Linked DNA regions of Mus musculus: regions 1 and 2 are each linked to region 3. Evidence: chromatin contacts called from public Hi-C and Micro-C data. All regions are on one chromosome and are shown on one strand. Each heading gives the region's core, a stretch centred on a gene start, on an enhancer-like site or on the middle of the called end of the contact. The rest is flanking DNA. Distances are from core to core; before and after follow the strand shown. Region 1 holds the start of Fkbp14 (FK506 binding protein 14). Region 2 holds the start of Scrn1 (secernin 1). Region 3 overlaps Scrn1 (secernin 1).

Evidence for each region. A called contact is a pair of places that touch in the nucleus more often than the background predicts.
Region 1: a Micro-C map of the G1E-ER4 cell line shows a contact between it and region 3. The contact joins the promoter of Fkbp14 here to the enhancer-like site in region 3. A contact is called at or near these places in 4 of 484 Hi-C or Micro-C datasets (the G1E-ER4 cell line, Sertoli cells and olfactory sensory neurons), 1 of 115 datasets of contacts at active chromatin or transcription factors (embryonic stem cells) and 2 of 9 other capture datasets (adipose tissue and pancreatic islet).
Region 2: a contact with region 3 is called in a Hi-C map of cerebral cortex, with 2.1 times the contacts expected there. The contact joins the promoter of Scrn1 here to the enhancer-like site in region 3. A contact is called at or near these places in 3 of 39 promoter capture datasets (hippocampal neurons, macrophages and trophoblast stem cells), 8 of 484 Hi-C or Micro-C datasets (the N1E-115 cell line, Sertoli cells, brain and 5 more), 3 of 115 datasets of contacts at active chromatin or transcription factors (embryonic stem cells and forebrain) and 2 of 9 other capture datasets (adipose tissue and pancreatic islet).

What each region holds. Positions count from the first base shown.
Region 1 is chr6:54,591,710-54,594,736 of GRCm38.p6, forward strand. Fkbp14 (FK506 binding protein 14) reads right to left here and starts at 1,465. Exons shown (of 4, transcript NM_153573.2): 1 at 1,138-1,465. The coding sequence starts at 1,334.
Region 2 is chr6:54,565,118-54,568,017 of GRCm38.p6, forward strand. It overlaps Scrn1 (secernin 1), which reads right to left and starts at 1,265. Exons shown (of 8, transcript NM_027268.2): 1 at 1,123-1,265.
Region 3 is chr6:54,529,836-54,532,717 of GRCm38.p6, forward strand. The region is part of intron 3 of Scrn1 (secernin 1); the gene reads right to left. Gm52863 (a long non-coding RNA gene) reads left to right here. Exons shown (of 3, transcript XR_003956308.1): 2 at 1,362-1,531; 3 at 2,762-2,882. Among named protein-coding and RNA genes, the nearest start is that of Gm52863, 19 kb to the left of the region's middle. Within about 2 kb of position 1,331, at least 51 of the 459 cell types and tissues checked have an H3K27ac peak or open chromatin away from gene starts, as enhancers often do. A contact at or near this core is called in the G1E-ER4 cell line, brain, cerebellar granule neurons and 3 more, where this site is marked.

The sequences.
Region 1 (3,027 bases), core at 215-2,714, 62 kb after region 3:
CTGACAAACTCTTCTTGAAATCTTTCACCAGAGCAGTGTGTGGAGGACTGTCATTCACTACCCTTAAGTCTCACAGAGACCATGTCTCACAGCAGTTTATTAAAACAAATGGCAGGATCTCAATTGAGCGGAAGCTTCAGACTTAGCTCATGCCATTCCCACATCTGCAAAATCTTCTCCCCTTCCTGTTCCGCCTTGATAATTTCCACCCCTGACGTTCAAGGCTGTTGTGTTCCGAACTCCTTCTTTATCCTCCCTGATCAGCACAATGGACCACAGGCTGCCATCCCTTCTCAGTGGACATTCTGTACTCTCCATAAACAGAGCCCTTTCCTGTGTTTTCCCTCTCTGCATCTCCAGGCAGAGGTGTGGCTTCCCGGGCTGAATGAATGAATGGATGCAGATGACTAGAAGGTGAACTTTCTGACCGGCCCTAAGGAGGTGCTGGTTAAATACTTTCTGAATGGAAATCATCACACTTGGTAACATTATCTGCCAAATCTTTGTTTATAAAAAAGAAAAGCGAGTGTAAAACATCTGGAAATCCTTCTACTTTTTACTTCTATAACCACACCTTTGCCATGGATGAAGCCTGACTTTCTAGAAGGAATGACTTTCTGTCATCCTGTGCTTTGGCCAAAATGCCACCTGCCAAGAAGTTAAACAGGTCGCTTGAAACAGTTATTTGTGTATCTTTTAGAAGCAGGCAAATAGATGATTGTGCATTTTGCTGTTGAAGAAAAATGACACATCTTAACATTTTTTTTTTGCACAATTAAAAGGGGAATCGGATATTTTACCTATGGAATGGAGTTCAAGACAGAAAAATCTGTTAAGCCTTTTCTATTGGCTGCTTAATTATAACCTAAGTATTTCTGTAAAACCTCAAATACTCTAGATATAATTTTATATAGAATAAAATGATAATGAAATTAATTTGTCAAGACTCCATGTATCCAGGAATTTCTTTCATGGTCTTGACCTATAGAACGGGTTTGACAATTTTCTTTCTCCAAAGGGAAACAGGTATTTCAGTTTTTTGTTTCAGTTTGTAGAGGTAAAGGAACTGTTAGCTTCACAGGCTAGTGTGAATGGGTGGGCCCTTTATCACTCTGCCTGCAAGGCGTAATTACTTACGTGGAATGAAACAGGGAGCCGTCCTTTTCTAAATAGCCTTCGTAGTGGACCAACATCAGATCCCCTCCCTTGGTCTTGCGATGGCAGATGAATGGCTTCTGGAGAACTTCGATTTTCACTTCTGGCTCAGGAATCAGAGCTCCGCTCAGAACCGTGACCCACAGTGCCAAGATAGCGTTCCACAAGAAAAACCTCATGTTACCAAAGCAGAGGAAAGGCCCCCGACTTCATAGAGTTAAAAATGTGCCAAAAGCGGAGACAGCTTAGGCCAAGCAAGTTCAGGACTCCCCCAACAGACACACTCCCAGGAAGACGTGGCACTTTTTCTAACAATTTTCACACAGACAGCGAACTCACAATAAAGAGTTAAAGCCCCATCCAAACATGATTGGTTCTAATAAGGCAGCTTCTAGGGAAAGGCGTCCTTCCACTGGCTGGCGCTGCTGTCCCTCAGGCGCCTCCCAGCCAATGGCGCCGAAAAAAATGTAGTGGTTCTGTGTGCTGTTGGGCCCTGGGCTCGGATGTGCCCCTTCGGAACAGTCCTAGAGCCCGCTGATTAGGAAATTCTCCCACCTCGGGAAGGCAGCTGGATCCAGGCTAACATCCTCGGGGGTGGGAGATGGGGGAAGGGTTGTTTCAGTGAAGTATTCCAGCTGCGGAGTCTGGAGCCAGGTGACACTCGGGTTTTTGGAAAGACCAGACACTGAGAAGCAGCCTTCTTCAAGATGCCACAAATAAAGGCTCAGAACTATGGTTACTAATTTAGAACAGAAACTCTAAGGACCTACTAGGATGCTTTAAGGTTCGCAAAGCACACTCTGGTGCAAGATCCTCACTAACTTAACGTGGCTATTCCCACCCACCCACTCCCCCCCCCCCCCCCATTTAGACAGTGTCTTAGGGTTTCCATTCTTGGGTTAAAGCATCATGACTAATAGCAAGTTGGGGAGGAAAGGATTTTTACCTATTACACTTCTATATCATAGTCCATTATCCAGGGAAGGCAGGGTAGGAACTCAAAACAGTAATCAGGAAGCAAGAGCTGATGTAGAGAGGCCATAGAGGAGTGCTGCTTACTGGCTTGCTCAGCCTGCTTTTTTTTTTTTTTTTTAATAGCACCTAGGATCACCTGACCAAGGGTGGCACCACTCTCAGTGAACTGGACCCTTCCACATCAATCAGTATTTAAGAAAAAGCAGTAGAGACTTGCCTACAGGTAAATCTTATGGTTCGGAGATCCTCGTTCCAAATTACTCTAGCCTGCATCAAGTTGCAAAAAACTAGCCCGGAGAGAAGCTAGTTTAAAAAAAAAATTAGGTTAGAAGTTAGTGCCCTGCTTAAGTTCACTTGGCCGAAAAGAATTGGCACTCCACCTTAAGACTTGGCTTGATTTCATTCTACAAACATCGCTGTCAATGAGTGACTGCTAATAATTCGTCACTTATGTGACCTTGGTGGTGAGTAGATAATACTTAAGGACGGAGAGAGAGAGAGAGAGAGAGAGAGAGAGAGAGAGAGCACTTGTTTTAACAATTATACAGCTTAAAGTTCTAAACGGCTGCCCTCATTTCAGATGTAGTCCATTGCTGCAATCTGAGAAGAAACTAGAAATCACCAAAAGAGATTAAAACAACAACAAAACACAAACAAAACAACAACAAAAACAGGGCATTGAGGTGTGCAGTCAGGCAAATAACCAACTAAGTGATATATTATTTATTAAACCTGTCAACCTTACACTAAGGGAAAAAATGCCTGCACTTTAGCCCTTGAGAGCATATTTCTATAACACTAACATTTGGTTGTGTTGTGCTTCTTCTCAACATTCACCTTCCATCTAACCTGTGATAGACACTTTTCTTGGATAAAAATCCTGACAACAGTGCATTT
Region 2 (2,900 bases), core at 15-2,514, 35 kb after region 3:
CACTGCAACTTCACTCAGCTTTAACCAGCTCCAAGTACACTCCCTGCCTATACACAGCAGAGCCTTTTCCTCCTGCTGTTTCTCTCAGCAGCTCAAGCCCGGGGCAGCTGCAGTTGGCTGTGGTCTGCTAGGGTTCCGCCTGGCCTGATTTTTCATGCTGCCATTTTGAATTAGCATAGGTTTACTCAGCAAGTGATGAGGATTTAGGCAGGCGTGAAGCACAGTAAACACACACACACACACACACACACACACACACACACACACAAAACCAGGAAGAAGCACTTAACAAGCTACAATTACACAGAAATACACCTCTATTTAACAGAACCCTACCAGGTCAACTTGGGAGACAGAAAATAGTAAGTTGCCTTAAACGCAAATGGGTGTGATCACATTTTTATTCCTAAATTCCAACCGATTTTCTAAAATTCAGGCGCTCCTTTCATCCTCCTGCAGACCTCACTGTGGTCGCTAAATAATTAGCAATTATTTAGCAATTCTGCCTGGACAAAAAACAAAAAGCAAGACGATAGGGGTAAACTGAGGTGGAGTGATAGCAAGGGTCGAGACACCTGCCATGACCCCACCCGGATTCCAGTGTGCAGGGGTGAGGCCTGGAGCGAAGCAATGTCTGGTGCCAGCTCACTGGCCCTTGGGGATAACCACAGATACCGGGACTCCGCCCGGCGACCAAGGGTAGCGGCCTAGTCAGGCGCCACGGATGCATTACTCGGGAAGGAGCCAGGCTCTCTCTGCTAGCCGCAAGACGGAGCCGCAGGAGCCGCCAGGGGAAGCTCAGGGGCCCGGGGAAGCTCAGAGACACTTCCCGCGCCCTTGCAACTCGGCGCCCAGAAAAAGCAGCACCCGGTTATAAACTGAAAGGGAGGTGCGGGAAGGATGCGGGATGGAGAGCAGGAGCAGATTCTGACCAGGCTGCAGTAGCTTCGTCCCGAAGTCCCTGATCTCAAGTCGGGCCAGACCGAGGCCACCTAACCTCCGATCTCCCCTTCCCTGGTCCACACTCGCGAGGCGTTAGAATTGTAATGGGAAATGTGGTGACCTCCCAGCGGAAGAGCAGCTGCCAGCGCCCCGGCGCTCCCCGCGTAGCCTGAGGCTCACCTGCCAAGCAGCCGGCTCCAGCCGGGTCCAACGGTGCTGATGCTGCGACTGCGGAGTTGGGGGCGCTGCGGCGGCTAGGTTACAGCCTCTGCATCCGTAGCGCAGAAGACCGCCGGCGCTCCGGTTTCCCAGACTCCAGGCTCTCCAGCCCCCGGCTAACAGCTGGTTTGGTCACGCGACCGCAGACCCACCCTCCGCCTCCCGGTGCTCTGGGCCCCAGGACTCGTTGTGTTTGACAGCTGAGGCCTCAGAGCCCGCCCCGCCTGGGAGGGGAGGGCACCAGGAGCCCCCAAGAACAGCAGAGGGGGCGGGACTCAACAGAAAGTGGTTCCTTTCTTTCTAGATTTTTATTTCTTGGTTGAAACTCTCTCGAAGGGAGGAACCAGAGCTTTAAGGAGCCAGGTCCTGCTTTCTCCTGGCAACATTTTACTGTGTGGTTGCTAGTCTGAGCCTTGGTGCCTGGCGAGAATTCCCTGCAGAGATATGCATTCTTCATTTGGTTGATTCAATGTGTCAAAGTCCTTCCCTAATGTTAACCGATTGTGATCGTGCTCATAAACCAGACGATGCAGCATATTCACACTCTGTGGACCAAGGTCATGCAGCAAGTAACAAAGGCAAGATTCCACACCAGGGTTAATAAACTTTTGACAGGGAAAGAGGTGATGCCCACCTCAAGGCTTTTGATAACAACGCCTCAGGGGCTGAGACCCGATCTACCTCGATAAGAAAAGGCTGTAAGAGTCCACTGGGAAGAGAGTAGCAGCAGCGGGCAGCAGCAGATTCACATGTATTTTCCAGTTATCAGATGAACACAAATCAAAGTTTTATAGTCTCTATGGTGTGTGTGTTTGTGTGTGTGTGTGTGTGTGTGTGTGTGTGTGTGTGTGTGTGTATGACAATATCTCTCAAGATAAGAACATATGTAGCCTTTCACCTGATTCCACTTTTGGACTTTTGGAATTCATCTTATAGAAGAAAGGACACGGGTGTGAAATGAGCAGGAGGATTCTGGGGGGGCCATATTATTTGTGTCAGCAACGACTAGAACCAAACCTCACAGTGGTGGTACACACAATTAGGGAGGCTGACAAGGCTACATAGTAACACCTTGTCTCAAAAACTAAAAGATTGAATGAAATTCAGCCTATAAATACCATGGAATTCCATCCAGCATATTTTAAAGATTTAAAGATGAGATCATTGTCTGTGTACTAATTCAAGACTTCCAACTTATACCAAGTAAAAGGCTAAAGTGGGGATAGGTTAGGTGCAGAACAGTGTGTGTGTGTGTGTGTGTGTGTGTGTGTGTGTGTGCGCGTGTGTGTGTGTGAAAATATATACACTTCCTTTTGCAAATGCTTAGACTACTTTTGGAAAGATCCATAAGAAACTGTAACAGGAGATTCCAAAGGGAAGAGAGCTGATGACTGGCCACCAGGTAAGGAGACTTTCCCATGTCCTCTTAAATCAGTGTGTGCTTGTAGCTTGTCAGGTGAGGAAGCAGACAGTGGGAGAAGGATGAGGGAATGTGGCAGGAACCATCAATAGATTCTACAGAAAAGACCATTGGTTCACAGACTTAGAACACAAAGGTGCTTTGTTTATTTACTGCAAACAATAAACTGTGTAGCCTAATGCATGTGGCTAATAACTTTCAAAACTCCTAAAGAGCTTGACCTGGGGCCTCCCTGGTAACTTCTGACGTCAGTCTCCAGAGCTGGGACCAGGAAACTTGAGTTCTGCCAGATTTTCAGGTTTCCCTTGTGCATTGATGT
Region 3 (2,882 bases), core at 81-2,580:
TCCTCAACTTTCTTTCAAGATCTTCTGAGATCTCTGACACCAGGAGCAGCTGGTGGGTTGTGTTTAGAATGACAAGATGCTCTGAAGCAATGAGACTGGCCAGGTTTAATGCCAACGCCAAACTCAACGAGAAGCAGGAAACGTCAGTGTGCAGGACGATGGCTCAGAGGACCAGAGTTCAGACACCATGTAATGCGGGGTGCTCACCTATGATTCCAGCTCCCTGGGAATTCAAAGGCAGAGGAACAACCAGAGCAAGCTGACTGGTAAGGCTAGCTCTACCAGAATGCTCTGGATCTTGCTGAGAGACCCTCCCTGAAAGAATGAGGGAGCAAAGTGGTACAGGAAGACTCTGGACCGTGGGCCTCCACATGCATGCACACACAGTGCACACATAGACACATGAAATGAAGGGTGGGGGGAGTCTGCAGAAAAAGAAGAGGATGAAACCAGAGTGTAAGGGGCAGGGGCAGTGCATGACCAGAAAGCAGCTCTCTCCAGAGCCAGCTGGCACCCCACCTACTCAGAGAATGGAGAACGGAAGTGAAACTTAGGGGATTTTGAGCTAGCTGCTAATCCCTCATCATCTTTACACCACAGGTGTTGGGAAAGCCACAATTTAGGGCTGCCACCCCAGTCTCACTTCTAGCTGATTATTAGGTTTTCCCTGCATACTCTGTCTGATGCCAAATGCCTCCTGGGCCTCATCATGATGGAGGCCAACAGGAACCATCAGAACAGATAGACCTTAGATTAATGGACTCCAGGTATAAGAGACACTTTGACTTCCAAAAAAAAGACCCCCTATTTTAATGTTAGCTCCTGCTTGCAGCTTGGTACTTGGATCTGTAGTCACTAAGAAGCAAAACTATGTGTGTTTGTGTGTGTGTGTGTGTGTGTGTGTGTGTGTGTGTGTGTTTACATGGCTCTTGGTGTTGGGGGATCTGGGGAGAGGATTATTCAGAGATACATAGGAAGGGAAGGAAGGAAGGAAGGAAGGAAGGAAGGAAGGAAGGAAGGAAGGAAGGAAGGAAGAAGGAGGGAGGGAGGGAGGAGGAGAGGCAAGGGAACAGACAAAGCTTGGCTTTTTACCACTAAGAAAGAATTATAACAAGTGTTGCTTAATGCTTACATTCCTACACACCTCTAAGAAGCACATGAAAATCATACCTTTACCCTGAAGGCAGTGCCTCATAAACCAAGGCTGTCACTCAGTTTTGTTTCTTGGAGCTGACGTGTGGATGGAGAGCACAAAGGACCAGAGTGTGCAGATGGAGAGCAGCTACATTCTTTGAATAATCAGCCCCAGTCTCACAGACACTTGAAGTCGCATGTGAAATATAAATAGCCTGCTCTTCCAGGAGCTGCCCAGGAAGCTGGCAGCCAAGCACAGAGGACAAGCGAGGACAGCGCAAGAAATGATGCTGCTAATAGCAACGGTTGGAAGAGCCATGAGGAACATCCTGAGGAAGGTGTTCTCCAGCTGTGCAGCAGTGTATTCTCGGCCATATGCTCCACCTGCCTTGCTGAGGTAGACTGTGGGCCAACCCCGTGTACAGTGTGTGTGTGTGTGTGTGTGTGTGTTGGGGGGTGTACTTGCCTTCCTAGCAGGCTCCTGGGCAGTGTTTCTGTGGACGGCCATGCTTTGTGAACCTTGCCACGTGCAGTGCTGTGGTTTTGATCTACGGTATCCACAGCTCCTCAGTTAACACTGGGGCTCAGGAGTTGCTCATAGGACTTGCTTGATATGAAAGATTAGTTTTAACCAGTTTAAAGCTGGGACCAGACTTCTGAACTTGACCCTGAACTTAGAAGTCTACTCTAGGTACAGACTATGTGCCCCTCCAAGAAGTGGCCAGGGTCACGGGATTTGTCATACCATTCCTATTGCAGTGACTCTGTGTGAGCCAGGGGAGGTGTCAACTTAAATGGCTTCAGGTCAGCCATTATCTACTCCTGCATTTGCTATTATTGCAGACCTTGATCACTCTCACAGCAATCATTATCCGCCAAATACATCTTCTGGGTCCCTACCCTTCAGTCCTGTAGACTCACCCCTGGAGCACATCTCCCCTGAGCATCTCAAATGCCCCAGGCAGGGGTCTATAGAATGCTAGCTCTGGAATTCACACTCTGCAGTGTCTGTGAGGGGCTAGCTCTGGAATTTCGTACCACGCCTGTGTCATCATATCCCAGACCTCCCTGCTTCTTCTCTGTCACTTTCAGTCGTCCTTAGATTTGTGCTGTTCACTTAAAATTGACATTCACACGGGTGCTGTGACCCTTCCCGTTAAATTTTATACTTTCAGTATTGTTTATATTTTACTCACTGATCCATCACTGAAACGAAAAATAATTCATGGCAGAATCAGATCCAATTTTTTATATCCTCATTCAAACTTAATCCTAACAATATAACAGTGGTTCCCAATCTGTGGGTCTCCATCCCTTTTGAGCTCAAACGACCCTTTCAGGTATCCTGCATATCAGGCATTTACATTACAATTTATAACAAAAGCAACATTACAGTTATGAAGCAGCAACAAAAAATAACTTTATGGCTGGGGGTCACCAAAACATGAGGAAATGTATCAAAGTATCTCAGCTTACAAAGGTTCATAACGTCTGATATATAAGTTCATTAGGTTGTATAGATGTTTGGTCTGATTAAATTGTGTGTGTGATATTATGTATTTATTTGCAAAGCTTTTAATAATAATGTTTAAAACATAACTCTCTTGGTTTGTTTGTTTTTTATAAGGATCGGTGCTGTTCCGCTTGCTGTCCTCCCTGTAAGTAGACTCCAGTCTCTTTGCAGCCATGAGCTTTTTCACGGCGGAGAGTAAAGAGCACACTGATCCTGAGCAGGCTACACTGCTCAC